Linked DNA regions of Danio rerio: region 1 is linked to region 2. Evidence: chromatin contacts called from public Micro-C data. All regions are on one chromosome and are shown on one strand. Each heading gives the region's core, a stretch centred on a gene start, on an enhancer-like site or on the middle of the called end of the contact. The rest is flanking DNA. Distances are from core to core; before and after follow the strand shown. Region 1 holds the start of hivep3b (HIVEP zinc finger 3b). Region 2 overlaps hivep3b (HIVEP zinc finger 3b).

The links. Hi-C and Micro-C count contacts between places; a contact is called where the count stands out from the background.
Region 1: a contact with region 2 is called in a Micro-C map of caudal fin, with 3 times the contacts expected there. The contact joins the promoter of hivep3b here to the enhancer-like site in region 2. A contact is called at or near these places in 2 of 18 Hi-C or Micro-C datasets (caudal fin and an unstated tissue).

The regions. Positions count from the first base shown.
Region 1 is chr16:37,655,354-37,660,733 of GRCz12tu, forward strand. hivep3b (HIVEP zinc finger 3b) reads right to left here and starts at 1,572. Exons shown (of 8, transcript XR_012392246.1): 1 at 1,380-1,572.
Region 2 is chr16:37,587,999-37,593,641 of GRCz12tu, forward strand. All of the region lies in intron 2 of hivep3b (HIVEP zinc finger 3b), which reads right to left. Among named protein-coding and RNA genes, the nearest start is that of hivep3b, 66 kb to the right of the region's middle. Within about 2 kb of position 1,428, at least 23 of the 62 cell types and tissues checked have an H3K27ac peak or open chromatin away from gene starts, as enhancers often do. A contact at or near this core is called in caudal fin, where this site is marked.

The DNA.
Region 1 (5,380 bases), core at 322-2,821, 67 kb after region 2:
CCACATAGTGTGGTTATTTGCGATAGTAGATACAGTAGGACTCTATAAAACTAATTTTAGACCATTGTTGATCTTAAAATAAGGATCACATTCAGCAAATTCTTCCATATTTTTACATGCCAAATTATTGAAATAAAAAAGGTCAATCAAAAAAATCTACTGATTGGCTTTTGAATGTGATTAACCTAAAAGTACAGGGGGACAAAAATGAAATTGAATGGGTGGAGATTTAGCTGACTAAATAATGGGATTGTCCTGCTTAATGTACATCATCAGAAAGAAGACTTTCGTTTTCACTAGAAAGTCCAGTTATGATATTATTTGTCACATTATGGGGTAAATATTTTACAGTGAAATATATGCATGCATTAATAGCCAAATATTACATAACAATCATTTAGAAAATGGGATGGGATGGATTTTCAAATCATAAGCTATAAAAATTATGAAAAAAAATACTTACACAACTAGAGAACTGCATCATTGAACAAACTGTTTTTTTGAGAGCTGGCTCTTTTCTGTGACACCATCCATGCTTTCAAATCACACTGAACATTTTTGTTCATGAATTGTGGTTAACTAAGTGGACAAATTATATTTGTAGTAGATGTTTAATAAATAATATATTCAACCAAAAATCTGAAACATGGAAATATTTTTTTAAGTAATAGTTCTCACAAAAAGCAGGATATAATGACAATTTAATGAGCCTCATGTTGACTTTGTTTTCCTTAAGGAGAGGTGACAGCCACACTTTCACTGTACTGTACTGAAATTTCCGATGACTGAAGCTGTCATTCATGCCCAGTCGTACTGTCTATAATCTCCCTTTGTCGTGGGAGTTTGCATCATAAGGTAAATAATTACATCATTTTCAGCGCTTGAGAGAACTATCCCTTTAAGTAGGCTATTTGTTTACGAGCGAATGGCCAGTGCTCTCTGTAAATTCCACACACAGGGGACTCCGTCTGTGCCCTGTCATTTCCAAGAATTAGGAAAGAGCGTCAGATTCCTGCGGCGTGTGGTTTGCAGTGTTACTCTAATGTAGCTAAACGTTATTCTTGGCTGACCGTGGGGACAAAACCATGAGTTGAAAATGTGAGCTCGCGCCACATTTCTCAACTTGTTTGAACAGCTGGTTTGACTCGTATTGTGCCGCATCGTTAGCAGGAAGTCAATCTTCGTATGAAAAGTAAACGCGAATTTCACTTAATAATTCCTGCACAACGGCTCGTCAAAGTTGTACTATTAGACTTCATAAAATATGACCCCAGTCACACCAGAAAAAATACAGCCTGCTCATTAATTCACTAACAAGATAAATCTTTTATATAAACCAACACATACGCACATCAATATAAAAACAATATAAACCATACCTGACACAGATGTTGGCGTTGTTGTAGTCGTTGAGCAGCGTGTCGTGGTCCGCATCCCATTGCCTGTCAAACGGAATCGCTGCTGACGCCTCTCTCGGCGTTATGTGGACGCTCTCGAGCCAACAGGGCTTCCCCTCCTGCTTGTCAAACTGGAAGCGCAATCATGCGTTCAGCTGATCGGCGCAGCAACAACAGGCACAGTGTCGCGCAACGCAAACAGTTCACACCGCACCGCCCTGCACGCGACGCCCCGGGGGCCCCGCCCCCTCCTATGCTCTCGCAGCTCTCAGCTTGATTAATAATCATGAGGTAGTATCCTTTCCCAGCGCCCATTGGCCGACAAAATACCTTAATTTCTAGCTCCCTCCTCGCTGTCAGCCACTTCGAGGTGACGTCATGGAACATTCCAAAAATTCCTCGTCCCGGTATTTTTCATTTCAAGGGGACACTGCAAAACTTGTGTGCACTTAGCAGATAATAACGACACATAATGTTTTTGTTATTATTATTATTATTATTATTATTATTATTATTATTTGTTTATATTATATTATGTATACACATACACAGGCTCTCTTTGTATACATTGCACACATTCATAAGACTTTTGTTTGACTGTTGTGCGTATTCTGATTAGTAATAACACACACGCACGCACGCACGCACGCACGCACGCACGCACGCACGCACGCACACACACACACACACACACACACACACACACACACATATATATATATATATATATATATATATATATATATATATATATATATATATATATATATATATATATATATATATATATGAAAAATATTTAAATATTCAATACAAATTCTTTGCCACAAAAACAATAAATTACTAAATAAATACGTAAATAAATAAATTAATTAACGAAAACTTTCAGTTTTTCTCTGTCATACTCTATTTGGGCAAAATTAAAATAGGGCATTTTTAAAAAAAAAAAACGAAGTGAAGCCTGAGTTCACTCCATGCTCTGCCCCAATGTGCAATTATTTTATAATTTTTTTTTTTATTTCTTGTGGAATATTCAGTTAGACTGATCTTAGTAAACAGTCACCATAACCAAAGTCAAATATTTTATGTAGAATTATTAGCATAGGAATTCCTTAACACATCCACACAAATGTTTCATGAGCTGGACCATCTGGGGGATACATACTGGTTGCTTATGTCAGCACAATTCCCACAATTCCCTGACTCAGTTGTACTCTTTAGCAGGACTGAAGCTTCTCAGTTGTCCTAATGGTAGCATGGCCCACATGGGGGCTATTAGTGGGGTTAACCATCACTATGAACTTTAATTCATATAGCCCTTTCCCAAGGGCATGGAGAAAAAAAGTCAACCGGAATGTACTGAAAGAACATTACTGAACTCCACGGAAAGTGTGATTACTCTCACACATTTTACAAAACAAACCTGAGTAGTACGTTTCCACTGTGTTTTACACTAAACTAAACTCCAAAAGAGCATTGTATACAGGCCTAGATTTACTAGATTTTTTATTTACTATTAACTGTAGCATAACTATTTTGATTATTTTTTATTTTTCTATAAAAAGCTGGAAAATGACAAAAAATTAATTTGCTGAATTTTGAGATGCATGATGCCTCCTGCTGTCTAAAGGCAATTTAGTAAAGCATTATTATTATTATTATTTTCATTGTTTAAACAGTTTAACACACTAAATAAGACATGGTAAATCAGTAGCTGTTTTACTTCCTATTTCCAGTATGTCATAGGCATCCTTCTGTCTCTAGGAACAATGGAGTTTGCACCCAGGTCAGTCTGTAGTGGATAAACAGTCCAATATGGGAGCAGCAGGATCTGTTGCATTTGCTACATATGAAGCCTGTGGCTGCTACTTTGCTTTCCAGTGTAGTTATATTAATTCATAATATTTTTTTTTAAATACTAATATTACTTATTATTTTTTTTCTCAAGACCTTGTTAAATTCCAGTGTTTCATGTTACAGCTATTCAAAGATTTGATTTTAAAATATTTATTAAAGTTATTGAAGAACAGCTGCTATTGTTTGATTTATGTGTAGGCTGTGCTTTAAATTTAATTCAATTTATCATAATCCAGGTGATGAAGCATTATGAACGTCTTAAATTAATGTGTTGGTACTACTGTGAGGATAAACCTGCCTGGTTTAAATGCTTAGATATGAATAAAGTTGAAGACATTTGTTTGAAATATTTAAAAAATTAATTACATGTAGGAGGTTACATTAATAAATAATGGAAACAGTTACTGATTATTGCCTTAATAATATAGGGTCATTTATAATCCGCAACCTATTACATTTCCAAAGCAACCTTCCCAATGCAAGGTGCAGTATGTAAGTTTGACAAACAGCGGTTGAACTAGGTATTGCACCCCTGGATCAAAACAAACGCAAGTGTAGGTTGCCAGATTGAGGACGAGAGTGAGTTAAACCATTTTCTAAACAAAAGCAACGGCACTCAATAGAAGGAATATTTTCTATATTAAAATAAGTTTTTCTCCTAGCCATCATCTCGAATTGATATATTAGAAAGGGCTTCTATTTTTCACAGGTGAACAACTGACAGTGATCTCCTCAGGTGCTTTATTCAGTGTTAAATGCTAACTTTGTGTGTTTGAATGCCAATTTACATGACATTTATTGCCAAACTCCTGAAAGTAACAGAGAGTTCACCTCAGATCTTGAAAATACAATAAACTGTTTGAAATTGAACTCTAGAACTAAACACAAACAAACATGTCACTATCTACATTTAATAAAGTTAAAGATGTTTAATATGTATTTATTGGATTATAAATCTTACCATTTTGTGAGTGAGTGCATCTTCTGTTCTTCTGAATGGCTGCATTTAAATTTTTGTTGTCTTCCGTGTGGTGCAAACAGCCAAATTATCTCATCACCAAGCAGCGTATCTCATCATGAGTTGTGTTGTTAGGACACAGGGTTACAATGTAACCTGCTCACCTAATGTTTTCTTACGTAATATTTATATAGTTTGCTAATTAATTACCTCATGTAGAACTCGTAATCTGCGTCTCCTTTCGGAGTCTGCTACTGTCCACACGGGTCGCATTTTGGTCACGGACACATGTTTTTAGAGCCTTTCTGAATGAATGAATGAAATATACGGTTTTCCACCAAGGCAACTCGGGGTGCTGAAATAAAATTGGCTAAACTGGCATTGGGCGGGTTAAAAGAACCAAAACAAAGACAGCGTTCCGATACAGAAAACACATTTTCAAAGCAGAACAACTGACTTCAGCATTGTTTTTCAGATAAACAAGAATGTCCACTTGGCATGTTTCTTAAATATCTGCAAAATTATATAATGATATTTATATGCTTTAGAAGAATCAAAAACTTACATACAGCACCTTTAATGCATTATATAAGTTATTTAAATCATTACACTTGTTGGATGATACTTTCACCTTCGGATCAGGGACAATGGAGGTGAGGATCCACGTGCAGTTTATTAAAATGAATATTCAGGCAAGCAACGGTCAAAATAGGGGCAAACAGGAAATTCAAGATCATAGTCAAAAGCAGGCAAAAGGTCAGGTCAGGCCAGGCGGCAAAACAATGTAAACAGTTAAAAAAAAAAGCAAAGGTCAAAAACAAGGCAAGACTAGGATAATGCTTACGTGACGCTCTAAACAGAAACAAGACTCAGCAACGTTTGTGTGAATGTGTGGTGTAGATATAGTAATCATTCAATGATGAATTTCATCTGTGTTTGTGTCAGTCTCTGAATGACTGTCAGCTGTGGCAGGAGTGAATGGAGCAATATTTTCTGGGAGTTGTAGTTTAGTGGCAGAATTGTAGTTCTCAAGCAGGCTGCAACTGCTATAACTGGTACAAAAGTATGACTTGTTATTTGTAAATGCAATATCATTCATTCATTTTCTTTTCAGCTTAGTCCCTTTATTAATCTGGGGTCGCCACAGTGGAATTAACCACCAACTTAT
Region 2 (5,643 bases), core at 178-2,677:
GAGAGCACATTTCTGGAAGAAATGCACATTTTGAAGTGCCTTTGTGGCAGAAGCATAAATGAAATACTGGAGTTTTTTAAGTGGTGCAAAAAAGCTGAACAACAACAAAACAACACAAAAATGTAAGAGATGGCAATTAATTTAAAAAAAAAAATGCCTTAGAGGTGAAACCAGTGTATTTAAACGGAAAACAAGTTAAAAGGGTACAGGAAAATAAGTATCTTGGTACAGTATTTAATACCACATTAAAGTTCCAGCAGAACTCAGAAGCTGTTGCTAAGAAAGTGCATCAGAGACTGTATGCTCTGAACTCTTTCTGTATAGAAAAACATATTCTGAGAACTTTTTATACCACCTATATCAAGAGTTTATTAAGCTTTTCCTTTTAATGCAGGTTCTACTTTCCGTTAGAAACAAAAATCGCCTTCAAAACCTTGTCAAGACTTGCTCTAAGATTATTGGTATACCTCCGCAGAGTCTAGCAGAGTTACACGAACAGCAAATGTTAAGGAAAACTCCCATCCTCTGAAGCCTTTTTTTTGCTCTGTTGCCCTCTGGAAGAAGGTTTAGAAGCATCAAATGCTCTTCTAACAGATCTAAAATTACCTTTGTCCCTAAGGCAATAAGGCTTTACAACCTTACATTTTAGCAGGTTTTAAATTTTTAATATATGGGTCTTTCCTATGTTTTTGTGCTATTTATGAAGTTATTATGAAGCATGCTGGATTGTGTTTTTTAATCCTGTTTGTAAGTGATTTGTCTCTTTATGTGTTTGTTGTATCATTAAATGCTACTACCCTAATCTAATTGCCCCTGGTGGGATTAATAAAGTTGTTAAACTAAATCTTAAAGTGCTATAGAAATAAAATTGACTTGACTCGATTTGTTATTGTGGTGACTGAGTGAAAATGACAGACTGTCCAATCCTCACACTAAGACATAAATCCTCACAAAAAAGGAAGTTATTCTGATTTTGGCTTCTGCCTTTAACACTAAAAGCTTTAATATACATTCCTTGTAAAATACCTAAAAAACTGTCTTCAATATGTATGCTTTTTATTGCAATGCATAGAATTAAAGTACTTTATTAAATAAACAATGTCTGAACTTTCCTTTTAGATCAACCATTCATTCAAAAAGTTTTACAGCAAAAAAACAAAAACTAGGTGACACATGCTCTTTCGAGTGTACTGTAAAAACACGGCCACTCAGGGCTTCCATAGTAACCAGAGACAAAGAATGAGAAAGATGAGCCGTGCGAGTGCGCTTCATTCATTTACATTCGCAGATGGAACAAGTGGAACGGCTCAGTCTTCTAAGCCACCCACAACAGTGCGCTCACGGGCCCGTCAATCACCTCACCCTTCGGCTTTCAGAGCACAGGGCTGATAGGAAAATTCCGCCCACATCAGGAAGTGAATCAAGCAGAGCCTCAAACGGAGAGCGACGGTGAATCAGATGGCCCCTCGAACACTAACAAGCGCACAGACCGGCCCACACAGCCGCCGCGATATGATTAGTCATACTCCAGGCTGCATTTCTGAGCTGCTATATTCCCTCGTTACCGCCACCTCTCAGGTCTCTCCTGGCTTTAACCTTCCAAAAACAAAGCAGCGTTAATGAGGAAGCCTCTCGGGGCTCTTCAGAAGTGCACTTTACCTGTGCTTCACATCATCTTCCTGATAGAGAGATTCTTAAAATACGGCATGGGATATAAAGGCTTTAGACACTACAAAGAGCTCCAGACTAGCACAGCGAGTTAAAGAAACATGTTTCATGCTAAAGATTCAGCAAGAATTCGGCCTTAGGCGCTTTCTACACTGCAGGTTCTTAACGATTTGTAAACTAGTTTTCTTGAACAGTTATGATAACCACTTGAAGACACTTTTAAAGCTAGTTTATTAGCGATTGCATGTGAGATGAATGAAGTCTTTGTTTACAGAATGACTCTTCCAAGAAATATTGTACCTCATGATGAAATCTGTGAGTCAACTGTGACAGATTTTCTTGTATATACCTGTATATACAAAATACGCCAAAAAATTGAAAATGTTCATAGTGTTTAGTTGTGTTTCTGTTAAATATGTATACATCATTAAAATTATAAATTTACTCTAAAAGTAAAGATCATACATGACTAATTGACATGTGGCCAAAAAGATCATTTGGGCCCAAATTTAAGAATTCTTTCACACAACGTTTTAATTTACAACTTATTTCTTTTTTTATTTATTTAAGTTTAATGAAGGGAAATAAATAAGTACAATACAGCAACAAATAAATATGTTCCATCCATGTATATGAGGTCTATGAATGAATAAAAAAATAAATAAAAATAAAAACAATGGTCGCCATTGACTAATCAATGGCAAACATAGGCTAATACTGTACAAATGAAAATATATGGGCTTGTTTGTCACATGACCCTTAAGTTTAGCGAGAAATTTGAAAGAAAAGGTCACCAGGTAGTGCCATTATACATTATGGCTTGAATATCATGTGGTGTTATTATGTGGTGTCAAACAAAGCAATAAATAAATATTTAATATCATGCAAAAAAATCCTACCTTTTCTAACTTGTTTTAGATGGTTTGCCTGAATTTCATCGAAATTATAAAAGGTCATCTTTAGATGTTCCAACCAAAAAGTTTTTAAAAGTTTTTTGATAGACCTAACCCTTTCTAAATAACATTCATTATCTCATTTTTCTTTGGCTTAGTCTCTTAGTTCCTTTGGATTAGTGCCTTGTTTAGTCCCTTAGTTCCTTCGAATTAGTCTCTAGGTTAGTCCCTTAGTTCCTTCGGATTAGTCCTTTGGTTAGTCCCTTAGTCCCTTTGGATTAGTACCTTGGTTAGTCCCTTAGTCCCTTTTGGCTTAGTCTCTGTGGCAACCTTCTTAGTCATCAGGGGTAACGATTCATTCCATTCAGTGGAATGGACCGTCAACTTATCCAGCATATGCTTTACGCAGCGGATGCCCTTCCAGCTGCAACCCAGTACTGGAAAACATCCATACACACTCATTCCTACACAAACACTATGGCCAATTTAGCTTATTTAATTCATCATACCCGCATGTATTTGAACTGTGGGGGAAACCCTGAGGAAACCCACGGCAAACACGGGGAGAACATGCAAACTACACACACAAATATGCCAACTGGCCCAACATAGACTCGGTCAAGCGTCCTTCTTGCTGTGAAGCGACAGTGCTAACCACTGAGCCACCGTGTCGCCTCTAAAACATGTATAAACTAATTTGACAAAGAGCTCAGCAAAAGAGCCACAAGTCTGCCAGCAAAGTTTTAGCATATTCAGACCAAACAAGCAGATTGTTATGCCAAACATGACTTGAGGTTACTAGTACAGTTTCTGTACAGTGCCACCAAATGGTCAGAAGAAATAATAAAGAAATCTCTTTTTGTGATTTGCCCACAAAAAAAAAAAATAAATAAACAAAATAGAAATCAGATTTGTCGAATTGTCGAACTGTACCAAAGTTTTTGCCATAATAGACATTTTATTGTACACATTTATCATACAATGCTATATTTTATAAACATAATACCATCATTTTGCTAAATAGGAATATGTCAGTCCCATGCCCTGAAGTTTTTGTAGCAGTTTGTTTTTTGTAACATTCAGGCCAAACAAGGAGTTTGTTATGCCAAACATGACTTGAAGTTACTTGCACACTTTCATAACAGTGCCACCAAATGGTCAGGAGAAATAAAAATAAAAACTGTCAAACTGTACCAAACTTTTCCATGATAGCCATTTTATTGTACAAAATGTATTATATAATACTATATTTTATGAGCATATTACCATATTGTTGCTAACTAGGCATATGTCAGTCCCATGCCCTAAAGGTTTCGATGGTCGAAATGATAATAAATGTAATGGCCTACCTTTAGGTATTTTTTCCCTGTATATTATAATTATCGTGTTAATAAGTCCTTAGATCATGCCAAGAACATCAATAACAATTTATCTATATTTGAATGCACTCACTTACTTCCACTTTTACTGAATTCCTCTTTAAACAACAGATTATAACAAGTGTTTGCATAATTGGATCTGAATGCCAGGTTTAATGTATTTCTTGCAATGTTATGTCATACTGGCACCAAACCTTAAGTGTAATTGTCACCCCTTGTTGACCACACAACTTTAATACAGGAGGAGTGTCACCTGTTGGTCTAAAATGATACTTAAAATCATTTGATCCACAGTAATCACTTAAATATTAAAGATATATCATCACGTCTTTAAAAAGCTATAAAAATACAATCCAATCTTTTTAAAAGCTGTGCGGACATTCAAATGGAAAAGAAAAAATAACTAGACATTTGCAGTATACCCACACACATTCACCCTCATGTAACATAAGTTGCATGCCACGCATTCAAAAAAAAAAAAAAAAAAAATTCGATGACATCAAACTTAAATACACTGTTAGCAAAACCAGCTGAATACTCACTCTGACAGCGGATCCCCTCATGTCTAGTAATTCCAGTTCGCGTCTGTTCTCTGAGCGGAACAGAGCGTACGGATGTCCATTACCTGAGGAGCTCTGCCACCTCACACTGCGAAAGCATGAATGAAAGCCACCAAACGGCGCGGCGGATATGAATGTTTGTGTTTGAGTGGGTGTACTTCTGTGAAGTGACTGAGGGGGAGAATAACAGACAGAGAGAGAGAGAGAGAGAAAGAAAGAGAGAGAGACGGGAGGGAGAGAGACAAGGAGGAAGAAAGCGGAGAGAGTGGGTGTGAGACAGACATGGAGACACATGGTGGCGAAGAAAAAGGTGTGTGAATGAATACGCTCACAGTGATTGAATAACAGGTTTCAGCTCCATGCGCAAGGACAAGCGGGAGGGTTGTTGTTGCCATGATAGACAATGATGCTTTTTTGGGGGGCTTTGTTAGTTTTGAGAGGGAAACAACCACGATAATATTTAGCATGAAGGCTATTAGTGTGTCTTAGGTGTTGTGATGGTCTTTTAGTTTAAAGAAATTCATTGAGTAAAGGGTTCAAATGGAAGAAGGATAAAAAAAATAAAGATTACAATAAGATTATGGAGTAAATTTATATTTTTTTATCTCTTGGTAGACCAGTGGCTCAGTGGTAAGCACTGATGACTCACAGCATGAAGGTTGCTAGTTCAAGTCCCAGTTGGCATTTCTGTTTGGAGTTTGCATGTTCTCCCAAGGATGGACCCAAGATTCTCATAGAAATCAGTCAAGTTCGGTGAAGGAAAAATCAAGGTTTGGGGTAACATTCAGTATGGGGGAGTGGGAGAGTTCTGCAGAGTGGATGCCAACATGCACAGCCTGAGGTATTACATTACAAACCACAGGAGAGAGGAAATTCTTTAGCAGAATAGCACTCCTTCTCATACTTCCGCCTCCACATCAAAGTTCCTGAAAGCAAAGAATATCAAGGTGCTCCAGGATTGGCCAGCCCAGTCACCAGCAATGAAAATTATTAAGCATGTCTGGGATACGACGAAGGAGGCATGAAAGAAGAAGCCAAAGGATCATGATGAACTGATGAACCATAATATATTGTATATGCCGATGTAAAAACAAATTTGCATTTTATGTATGCATGTTTGTACACATTACTCCACAGCACAAA